Regions from separate parts of the Zea mays genome. Here region 2 is linked to region 1. The links are chromatin contacts, called in public Hi-C maps. All regions are on one chromosome and are shown on one strand. Each heading gives the region's core, a stretch centred on a gene start, on an enhancer-like site or on the middle of the called end of the contact. The rest is flanking DNA. Distances are from core to core; before and after follow the strand shown.

What was found. A called contact is a pair of places that touch in the nucleus more often than the background predicts.
Region 2: a Hi-C map of leaf shows a contact between it and region 1, with 3 times the contacts expected there. The contact joins the promoter of LOC100382921 here to the promoter of LOC542291 in region 1. A contact is called at or near these places in 15 of 25 Hi-C or Micro-C datasets (bundle sheath, ear, endosperm and 6 more) and 2 of 3 datasets of contacts at active chromatin or transcription factors (leaf and seedling).

The regions. Positions count from the first base shown.
Region 1 is chr2:43,077,084-43,082,130 of Zm-B73-REFERENCE-NAM-5.0, reverse strand. It overlaps LOC542291 (general regulatory factor 1), which reads left to right and starts at 1,595. Exons shown (of 6, transcript NM_001363909.1): 1 at 1,595-1,679; 2 at 2,312-2,756; 3 at 2,844-2,922; 4 at 3,049-3,171; 5 at 4,562-4,678; 6 at 4,785-5,047. The coding sequence starts at 2,350. The coding sequence ends at 4,844.
Region 2 is chr2:43,271,159-43,276,579 of Zm-B73-REFERENCE-NAM-5.0, reverse strand. LOC100382921 reads right to left here and starts at 2,938. Exons shown (of 5, transcript NM_001361689.1): 1 at 2,579-2,938; 2 at 2,343-2,436; 3 at 2,189-2,226; 4 at 1,943-2,078; 5 at 1,372-1,857. The coding sequence starts at 2,881. The coding sequence ends at 1,448. It overlaps LOC103646358 (lysine histidine transporter-like 6), which reads right to left. Exons shown (of 7, transcript XM_008671093.3): 5 at 5,237-5,328; 6 at 5,083-5,151; 7 at 4,512-4,952. The coding sequence ends at 4,854. LOC100281998 (protease inhibitor/seed storage/LTP family protein) reads left to right here and starts at 410. Exons shown (of 2, transcript NM_001165449.1): 1 at 410-798; 2 at 913-1,352. The coding sequence starts at 426. The coding sequence ends at 1,187.

The DNA.
Region 1 (5,047 bases), core at 346-2,845:
TCGAACCCGCCCAATTGGTGGGATCGGGCGCTGTTGTGGACCCAGAATAGCCGCCTAAGATTGGGGCAAGCCGTGGCTTGGTCCCACACACAGCACTTCTACCACGCGACTAAGGGATAGTCGTGTGGGTTCTTTGTCTTTGTACAGTAGCAGGGGTACCCTAGTTTCAGGGTACCGACAAAGAGATAGATAAAAGACTGCATGATACAATTGTGAGCCTTTAAATCATAGATACATTTAAAGAGACAATATGTTAGAGACGAACTCTTTATAAAGAACACTTCTCTTGTATTTTTTTATTAACACCCTAGAGGCCTTTAAGAAATCTTTCTTCTGACTAAAGTTTAGTTCGTATTCCATCAAATATTTGAGTATCAATTATAAATATTAAATAGATGTTTTATAATTTCATCTCGTATCTTTACTAAACTTCAAGAGAAAATCCCTTCAATGCCATCCAATCTTATATCAATCCCTCCAATGCAATCATAATTTATAGCTTCCCTTCAATGCCATCGAATTTAAATTTTAATCCCTGCAATGCCATTACCGTTAGTTTGGAGCTAACGCCGTTAGTCCAATTTAAAGTCTATCTCTCCAATACCACTAAAATCTATACTGATCCCTTCAATGTCACTAGAAATTGGTTCGATCTATTTGGGTTTAAAAATTCCAGAATCAAAAAATATGGATCAGATTTTTAAAATTCCACGATTTTTAAAAACTTCAGTCCATTGAAGAAATTGACATTGGAGATATTGACTTTAAATTGAACTAACAGCGTTAACTTCAAACTAACGATAATATCATTCAAGAGATTAAAATTTAAATTTGATGTTATTGAAGGGAAGCTATAAATTCTGATGACATTGAAGAAATTAATATAAATTTGGATGTCATTGAAGGAATTTTCTTTTAACTGAGGCTAACAAAACACCCACATGCCCGATTTCAAATCCATCTGCTATCACTCCATCCGAGTGACAGTCGTTGCCGCGCGCCTCATGTCACCTGACGCTCGTGCAGGAGCGGGCCCCGCGGCCTCTTCGGCGACACGCCGACACGCCTTGTCGCTCCCCACGCCCCGCCGCCCTGTGTGTCTCGTGAGTCGTGACGTCCGTCCAGAGGTCCAGATCCATCCCGCCCGCGCCCGCGCCCGCCAGCGCCAGTTCTTACCCGCGCCCGACGCACGAAAGGACGTCACGTGGCCAGCGAGGCACGCGGGCCCACGGGTCGGTAACTCAGGCAGCTTTGCGGTCCGTGCGAGATGAATCATTTCCCTTTCGGCCCCGCGCCGGTCAGTCCAGCGCGTCCAGGCTGTCTCGCGGCGCGGCGCCGGAGCCCGGAGACTTACGACCAGGGCGGCACAGGGCCCACCATCACACCGGCAGGCAGGTAGGCCTGACAGGTGGAGCAGGCTGTCCAGTCCCCACAAGTCGTGAGCCGTGACGGCCTCTGAATTCGTCGATGGCTACGCCTCTGCCTGTCCGGTGGGCCATACGACCACATGCACCGCGCGGGACTAGGGCTGCCATCGTGGCGCCGACACGCGTCACCATATCATTGGGCCGCGGGACTCGGCGACAGGCCTTTTGTAGACCGCAGCCGGCACCATCTCTTGCCGCACCCCCCATTCGAACGCCGGAGCTCGACAAGGACGACCGACGACGCACGCGGAGGTTACCTCTCGCCCCCCCTCTCCTCCGTCCCTCGGAGTCTCCTCCTGTCTTGATTTCGGGTCGCTGCTGTTTCGATCCCCTTTCCTCCCTGACGATTTGCTTATTTTTGCGTTGGATTTGTAACCTAAACATCTCGTTTCCGCACCGTTTTGGGGCCGCGTCTACTGGTGGTTGGGTCCCTTTAGATCGAGTAGGCGCGAGGATGGGGACACATCCCCGATTGATCTGACGTGATACGCGTACGGATCCGTCAAAGCCTCTACTCCAGTTTAACCAGATGATTATGTGTCATGCTTATTAAGCGGCGTGTTTTTTACCGCTGGAAGTTCGTACATAGGTACTCAGATCTGTCCCTTTTCAAGGTTAGAGGAAGTGTTGGAAGCTAGGATACATGGTTTCAGCTAGGTTTAGTTTGTGGTTTATTGCAGGCAAAATTCGCCAAGCAAATACTCTAGTACTCTTTTTTCATACAGTTAATGATAAATTGCCGTTACCTGACCATGAATTTCCGTGATTTATGCTGAGAATTTTGCATTACCCCTGGAAATCCCCCGTCTGAATTTGACTAGCTAGTACCTATTCGTGCCACAGATCAATAAAGTGTTGTCCCATATATTGATGTATATTTGCAGATCCGGCGTACTGCAAATTTTGAAAACTGAACTGTAAGATGGCATCAGCAGAGCTTTCCCGTGAGGAAAATGTGTACATGGCGAAGCTCGCTGAGCAGGCGGAGAGGTACGAGGAGATGGTTGAGTTCATGGAGAAGGTAGCCAAGACTGTTGACTCGGAGGAGCTCACTGTGGAGGAGCGAAACCTCTTGTCTGTTGCATACAAGAACGTCATTGGAGCCCGCCGCGCCTCATGGCGCATCATCTCCTCCATCGAGCAGAAGGAGGAGGGCCGAGGCAATGAGGACCGAGTAACACTCATCAAGGATTATCGTGGCAAGATTGAGACTGAGCTGACCAAGATCTGTGATGGCATCCTCAAGCTGCTTGAGACCCATCTTGTGCCGTCTTCCACTGCCCCCGAGTCCAAGGTCTTCTATCTCAAGATGAAGGGTGATTACTACAGGTAATATGATTGTATGGATCCCAGTAAGACTTTCTCATATGCTGTGAGATTACGTTTCTGTTTGACTGATTCAGTTGTCATGATTAGATACCTTGCTGAGTTCAAGACTGGAGCTGAGAGAAAGGACGCCGCTGAGAACACGATGGTGGCATACAAGGCTGCCCAGGTCAACAATTTTTTGTTTCATTCTTAATCAGTGTGCAATTTTGTTCATGAAGCAATATGCTTGTAGTTTTTTTTCACGTCATATTTTATTACAAGTTTGCTGAAAAGGGGTTTGTGGTGCATTCAGGACATTGCTCTGGCTGAGCTTGCTCCAACTCACCCTATTAGGCTTGGACTGGCACTTAACTTCTCAGTGTTCTACTATGAGATTCTGAACTCACCTGATCGCGCCTGCAGTCTTGCAAAGCAGGTTTGTTTTTCAGCACCATTTGATGTTTTCTTAGTATATTATATATGTGGACGTGCAGTGCTTGTGTAGGGAATTGTTTGTCTGTTTTTGATGATATGCTGTACTTATGAAATGACAAGCCTAGTGTGACCTTTGTTAATTGAGCAGTAAGGGGAAAATGGCATCTGGGACATTACTGTCATAATACTATCACTAGAGGACCATATTTGCTATGTTGCCTTTTCTCATTTGATTCATCTCTAGACTCAATGCTACAACCCTATACTTTGCTGAGACTTTTAAATTATTTTTTCTGGTTATGAACTATGAAGCCCTCCAGATATTAGATATTAGTATGCCCTGTGTTTTTGCATGCATGTTAGTTTTATCCTATGTCAAATATTTCTCTCTTTGACCACCAATTTTGTAAAAATTAATACTCCCTCCGTTGTTTTTTATTTGTCACGTTTTAGTTAAAAAATAAACTAGCGGGCGACAAATATTCGAGAATGGAGGTAGTAAATTATATAGGCTAACAACATAAGTTTATGTTTTTGGATTCATTATGAGAAAGACTTTCATAATATGCGGTTCACATGTTGTGACACTACATGTTTTCTTTTTGAAAATTAATGGTCAAAGTTAGAAACATTTGACTTAAGGCAGGCCTAATACAACATGTAAAAAATTGGAGGGGCTAATTGTTTTTTGTTGTCACACCTGCTGTCATAAATGTGTACTTTTTATACAAGGATTGGTTTGTGCACAATTTGTGATATGGACAGGAAACCTAATATTATGGTTATTCACTATTCTGTCATTGACTTATATACAACACTGGAAATTTCTTGGAATCGGTCTTTTGGGAGACAGCATCTTTTAATGGCAGTCAACTGTTGTGCTGAGTGCGTGCACACTAGAGCATCCTATTGGGTGTACCTAACCTTTTGTTATTATGTGACTTTGGTTGACTGCTACTTTGTATTAAGTTATGCCGTTGAACAGTTATGCAAATCCTTTTAGTTCAATGTCAAAGTCCCTTTAGGAGAATAAAATATCACAGTATATTCTGCACTGGTTGAAATTGTTTGTTCTAACTTTAGGTTGTAGGTCCTTAGTGGCTCATAAAAAGTTGGGCATTTAGCTACCTTGGTATTCTGTATTTTGGGGGTATATGAATTTGGGTTTTTTTTTGTCTGTGAATAGACTTCGTGTACTTTGTTTTGCTATTAAATTGCAATGTGTTTGATCTTTTCAAATGTTTTCTGGCCTATCTGGTGTTCTGAAGTTTTTTCACAGCTGAAAGAAGAATGAACATCTTAATTGTTTAGAGTTTAGTTGTTTATTGAGAGTTGAGACAATTGACATGTGAAAGACATCATGCTGATGTTCCCTCCTGGGCGATTTGCAGGCTTTTGACGAGGCCATCTCGGAACTGGACACCCTGAGCGAGGAGTCCTACAAGGACAGCACTTTGATCATGCAGCTCCTTCGTGATAACTTGACCCTATGGACCTCTGACATCTCGGTGAGACCCATGTCCCTAACACTAAGTTTTCTTCGCACTCTTGAATTGGATCTTCCTGAAATCAGCCTCCCCCCTGAACAATTGTATTTCTGGTGCTTGGCTGCAGGAGGACCCTGCTGAAGAGATTAGGGAGGCGCCCAAGCGGGACTCGAGTGAGGGGCAGTAAAGCCGGCTTTATGTGCCTAGAAACTAGTAGCTAGTGTTTGCTGCTGTCGAATGACACTATGCAATGTGATCTGGAACCTGGTTTCTTGGGTGCGACGCTTGTAGCCGTGTTATGACTGTCGTCCGTAAAATTTGGGGGCTCCCCGTAAGGGATGCTGCCTGGCAAGGCCTCGGTGTCCCACCTCGTCTGTGGCGTGGGGCGCT
Region 2 (5,421 bases), core at 1,689-4,188, 190 kb before region 1:
TCAGCCAGAGTGATCTGCATTTATGATTTATCAGTTTCAACAAGCCGGTAATATAGACAGCAGTTCACATGGCACGCACATGGAGCACGACACGGCGACGTACAAGCACTGAACTGAAGGGTCTGAAGCACACCATCCCTGTGCTTCATTGCCCGTTGGCAAAGCCTGCTACACCTACGACTGCGAGCGAATCCTACTAACGCCGCAGCGGCTCACACGGAACGCTCCCGCCTTCCATGCAGGGCGTCACGCAAATCTGCCAAGCAGCCGCCAGCCCGCCATGCATGCGATGCGAGGTCCCAGTCCCAGGCTCCCAGCTCAGGAACACACACCATTACCGTGCATCGCCGTTGCTCCGATGCTATAAATCCACTGCAACCAATCGCCAGAAGAGCAAATCAAGAAAACAGTTGTCTCCAGTTTCCATGCAGAGCAGAAAAGATCAGCTAGCGAGAGAAGCAATGGCGTCGGCTCCTGCGTTCTACGTCGCGCTGCTGCTGCTGCTGGCTTCCGTCGCTGCCGTCCATGCGGTGCCGCCCCAGGCCGGCACGTCGTCCACCTGCAGCACTGACCTCCTCCGCCTCCTCCCCTGCCTGCCCTTCATCGAGGGCACCGCCACCGTGCCGGCGGACACCTGCTGCGCCAACCTTGGCAGCATGGTGCACGACGAGCCGCAGTGCCTCTGCCAGGCTCTCAGCAACCCCAGCACGGCCCCCGTCGCCGTCAACATGACGCGCGTGATGGCCATGCCTCGGCTCTGCCGCCTCGACCTCCCGCCCGCCACCGGCGCCTGCGCAGGTAATACTCGTACGCACGCGATCTCCATTACGTGCACGGATATTTCGCCTCCCCTTCTCGTGCCAGGGATTTGGCACTCACTGAAGTTGTGTTTGATGATGAGCCCTCTTGCAGTTGCCGGTCTTCTTCCCCATGGACCATCACCGCCGCTGCCACCGCCGCCGCCGCCGCCCGCGGCGGCGGTCACTCCACACGCAAGCGCCAACTCCAGTGCTCCAGCGACCCTCACCACGCCAGCGACGCCAACGCCGACGACACCACGTATGATACCGTCACCGTCGGTGAGCAGCCAGACGCCGCCGCGATACAGCCGGGGGTCCAAGATGATAGCTCACGGCTTCTCTGTCACTCTTGGTTTCGTGGCATTGGTGTCAGTCCTAGCTTTCTGAAGAATTGAGCGGCATTCGTCAGGCAGTTAGAATTATGTCTTAGAGAAAATTAGTTGCTTTTCTGATGGGCTTGTTTCCTAGAGAGACTAGCCGCCCAGGAAAAAAAATACTGTATGTCCATCCCGGTTGTTCTTGTTCGGCTACAAGATTTGTGTTTTCAGTTGCAAACTCACTGCCACCAAGTACATAATCCACTCAACTGCACACTGATCAACGATCCAAATGATCACAAAAAATATATAAAAAAACACAGTTAACAGCTAATCCTCTTCCTCTAAGCAAAGAAGGTAGGCAACTAAACCCACAACGGGGACGAACCGCACCACACTCACAAGCCCAGCAGCATCCGCCTTCACGTTCCGAAGATTGTCCCCGATCAGCCACGGCTGGAATACGGAGTACAGAAACATATCCCAGAGAAACGCGTAAGCAAGCCGCTCCGAGAACAGGTAGCTCTGCAGATACTGCCACCGTTCCGCAATGCCTCCGAAACCAGAATCTCCGCGGCCAGAGAACGCCCAAACGATCGAGAGAACGCAGACGAGGCCGCCGACCGCGCCCACAGCCGGCGCGCCGTTGACCATGACTGAACCCAGCTGTGATCTTCGTGGCGGAGACCGGTCCGCTTCCGGACCGTTCAGTCGGATCGCCATGTAAGGTATCAAGAAAGCTGGAGAGATGACAGCGAAATGCTGTTAGGCAACCTCCTATCCATGAACAGCGAGTTTTTTTAGTGTTTTCCAAAGAGATCATACTGTTTGTGAGGAACATCTGAAAGCCCCACAGGACATCGAGCGATCCCTTGTAGCGGTCCCTCCTACAATCCGTGAAGAGGAGTGGCGCAAAAAGCAGCGTCCAAGCGAGCACCAAGTTGAACAATCCTTCTGCCATCTGGGGCGGCAAAGCAGGCGTATACAATTTATTATAACAGTCTCAGGGCACGAAATGCGTGCGCAACTGCACTGCTGTGTCGCAACAAGCGTGAGTAGTCGGCTGCTTACAGGGTGAAGTAGAGGCGATTCGAGCAGGTGAACGCCAACTACACTGCCCAGGAAAACTCACCAACAGAGTCACGCCCACAATAACTTTGGGAGAGAGAGAGAGAAAAAAAACCATTGGGCTTGGGCATAAGGAACTTGCTGGGTTTCAGCGTACCTGAGTTGAGCAGCGGCAGGACGAAGAAGAAGTTGAGTGATAGGCCGATGAGGTCGCTGATGGTAGCCTGCGAGATTGCCCAGACCGGGTCGCCCTGCACGAAGATGGAGATGGAAGCTACAGACTCTATCTTTTTTCTTCCTGCCGGAAGTGTCTCTCGGGACACGATGATGACAGCGTTTGAGCTCATAATTTGGAACGCAAATGCACGCTGAAACGGGTACGGACTTACTGACCGGGGCGTAAGGCAGAAGGAAGAGCCAGAGTATATAGGCAGCCTCGGCGCCCCAGAGCGCCGCCTGGAGCAGCGCGCGCGTGCCGTCTGGAGCTTCCGCGGATACCTCGCCGCCGCCGCCGCGCTTGGCCGCGAACGGCGCGCGCGCGCGCGCCGAGGGCCCCACGCGCTGCTCGACGCACAAGACGAAGGGCAAGGCCTGCGGCCGCGCCGCGGCAACGGTCCGAAAGGCAGGAGGGGCGAGGTGGGTGGTGATGCGACATGGGGAAGCGCTGCAGAGGACGGGGACGGGTGGCGCCGCCATGGTCGCGGGCTCGCGGCCAAGCGGGAGGCGCAGCGACCAGACCAGAGATAATAAAGCGCCATCTTGGGCGCGAAGTGGTGTGGTGTATGGTGCCCCGCCAAGCCAGCAAGGCGACACTATCACGTTGCTACGTGGCCTTTGACGGTCGCGCCATCCGTGCCCGCTACTTCGGACCGTTGGATTTGTTTAGAATATTGTTTTAGAGGTGTTTGTTTCCATTATTCATTCTTCTAAACTTTAGGGACCAAATTTTAATCTATAAAATTTGTATTTGATAGACATATTTTAGTCATGTTATTTGTCATTTTAGAATTAAAATTAAAAATAACTAAACTTTAGCTACTCAACTTTAGGAGGCGACGGACTCACAAAAATATTTTTTTGGAGGGACGTCTTCTAAGATGGGGTGGATAAATTTTGAAGTAATGCCTTATAAGATGGGGTGGTTGATGGATAATAAAGGGGCGTTGAGTTACTTTAGTCATCTTCCGAAACTTTAGTCTCTAAAATTTCTATTTGGAAGACCTCCTTTAGTCATATTGTTCAACAGATTAGAGACTAAAAGTGACTAAACTTTAAACGACACTAAACTTTAAGAGGTGGGAACCAAACACCACCTAAAGCGTTCATACCTCTCTTCATGGATCAACAATGTTATTCATCATTAAGATCAATATATTGAATAATATATCTAAAAAACATGTGAAAAATAAGAAGAAATATGTGTAGATATGTCACTAAAAGTCTCGTAAATATATGGAGAAAATGGTATAGTATATGTTAATTATTATCTCATTATAAACTTATACGAGAACCTCAAACGGAAAAACTCATAACCAAGTCTAGAGAGTAATAAATATGTTCTAAACTATAATTATCATCACTTTAACTTTGTTTACAAGTTTAATGTAGCCGTGTGCTTGTTTCGTAACGATGCAATTCATGTTTTGGACTGGTAGCTCATTTTAGTGACTACAACATATAGTTTATGTTGTTGTCATAATATGTTCATTGAAGTAATGTATGTTTACATTTTTATAGTGGTTTGGAGTTACCCAATTGTTATGAGCTTATGATCGGCATGAACAGTGAGCTTGTTTTTGTTATGTTTTTACATTCATGGTATCAATTCTTATATCATAAGTAACTAATCGGGCCCCTATATTAGAGAGTAAAGTATGGTATAGCTATTTTTTATTTTATTTTATGCTATTTCAATGTACGGTTTGTACTAATGTCGTACGTGTAGGATTTGTGGAAATGTAAATATTCGTTTTTGGTGATAGAAATTTGTTAAATAATAATCCTAGGTTATTTGTGTTTTACTTCCATGGTATTAACTCTTATGTTGTAAGTAATTAACTAGGGCCTTATATTAGAGAGTAAAGTTGTTAAAGTTAATTTATTGATTTGCAATAATTTGCATTATGTAATATTTGTTTTTGGTGCTAGAAACCTGTTAAAAGAATTATGGGTTCTCTGTGCACTCTTTAATGGATAGATGATGTGTTATCGAAATCCCTTCTTATTCTGAAATTCGTAAACAGTTTTTTTCGCTTATATATGTATTATATTATGTGTCGCCTTATGTTCTTTCTGAAACCTAACATGCTTTGATAGAGAAAGTCTGTTCACATATCAGATGATCGCATTAAAGATAGTGATTTTATATTTTTCACTACGGCTAAACGATTCGTCTGATCTGCCTGTTGCAACCACACCTTGCAGATTGAGCTGGGCGCGCACAGGAAAGCCCCCCCCCCCCCCCCCCCCCCCATCCGTAGAACACACAACCGTACGTCTTAGCGAGTGTACAGTTTGCTGCATCGTCCTCTGCATTTCGGCAGGCTGCAGCCACACCCGGACACCCTCAAGCTTGCAACAAAATGTAGAGGTAGAGCTGCGTGGACGAGCGAGGGTGACGACTTGCTGGAACCATGTGAGTGTAGAGGTACATGCAAGTGTGAGGGCTTCAGGAGTAGAACTGGAACGTCGATGCGTCTTGGACGATGCTCCGTAAGCCGCCGATGGTGGACACAAGCATCAGCAGCACTCCGACGATGATGCAGCCCTGACAAAGAGACGCGGACGGAGCAAGCAAGTGGTGAGCAGGCAGAGGCCAGTCCCAGCTCTGGACTCTCTCCCAGTTTGAAAAAGCCAAAGAATGCGAGGAAGAAGAAGAAGTGGCGGTCGTCGCCTACCCAGTTGGCACACCACGACGCGCTGAACCTCGGCGGCTTCTTGATCTTCAGCCACAGAACGCAGGGGAGCTGCGCAAACAGGGTCCAACGAGTCTCGTCAGTCGTCACTGCTATGGTACGTGTCAGCGTGGAAGGCAGAGCTGCAGCTGCTTACGAAGTAGGAGGTCGGCGTGAACCCAAACCCTCCGAAGAAGCCTAGGAGGTCGCCGAAGAACGGGAAGGTCACCGCCACGAACAGTGTGAATGCTGCAAGGCAATGGCATGGCGCCGTGGTCCACAGACAGTTACCACGAGAATTGGCATGCGGGAGTGTTCCAGTCTCTACGTGACTACGTCAGT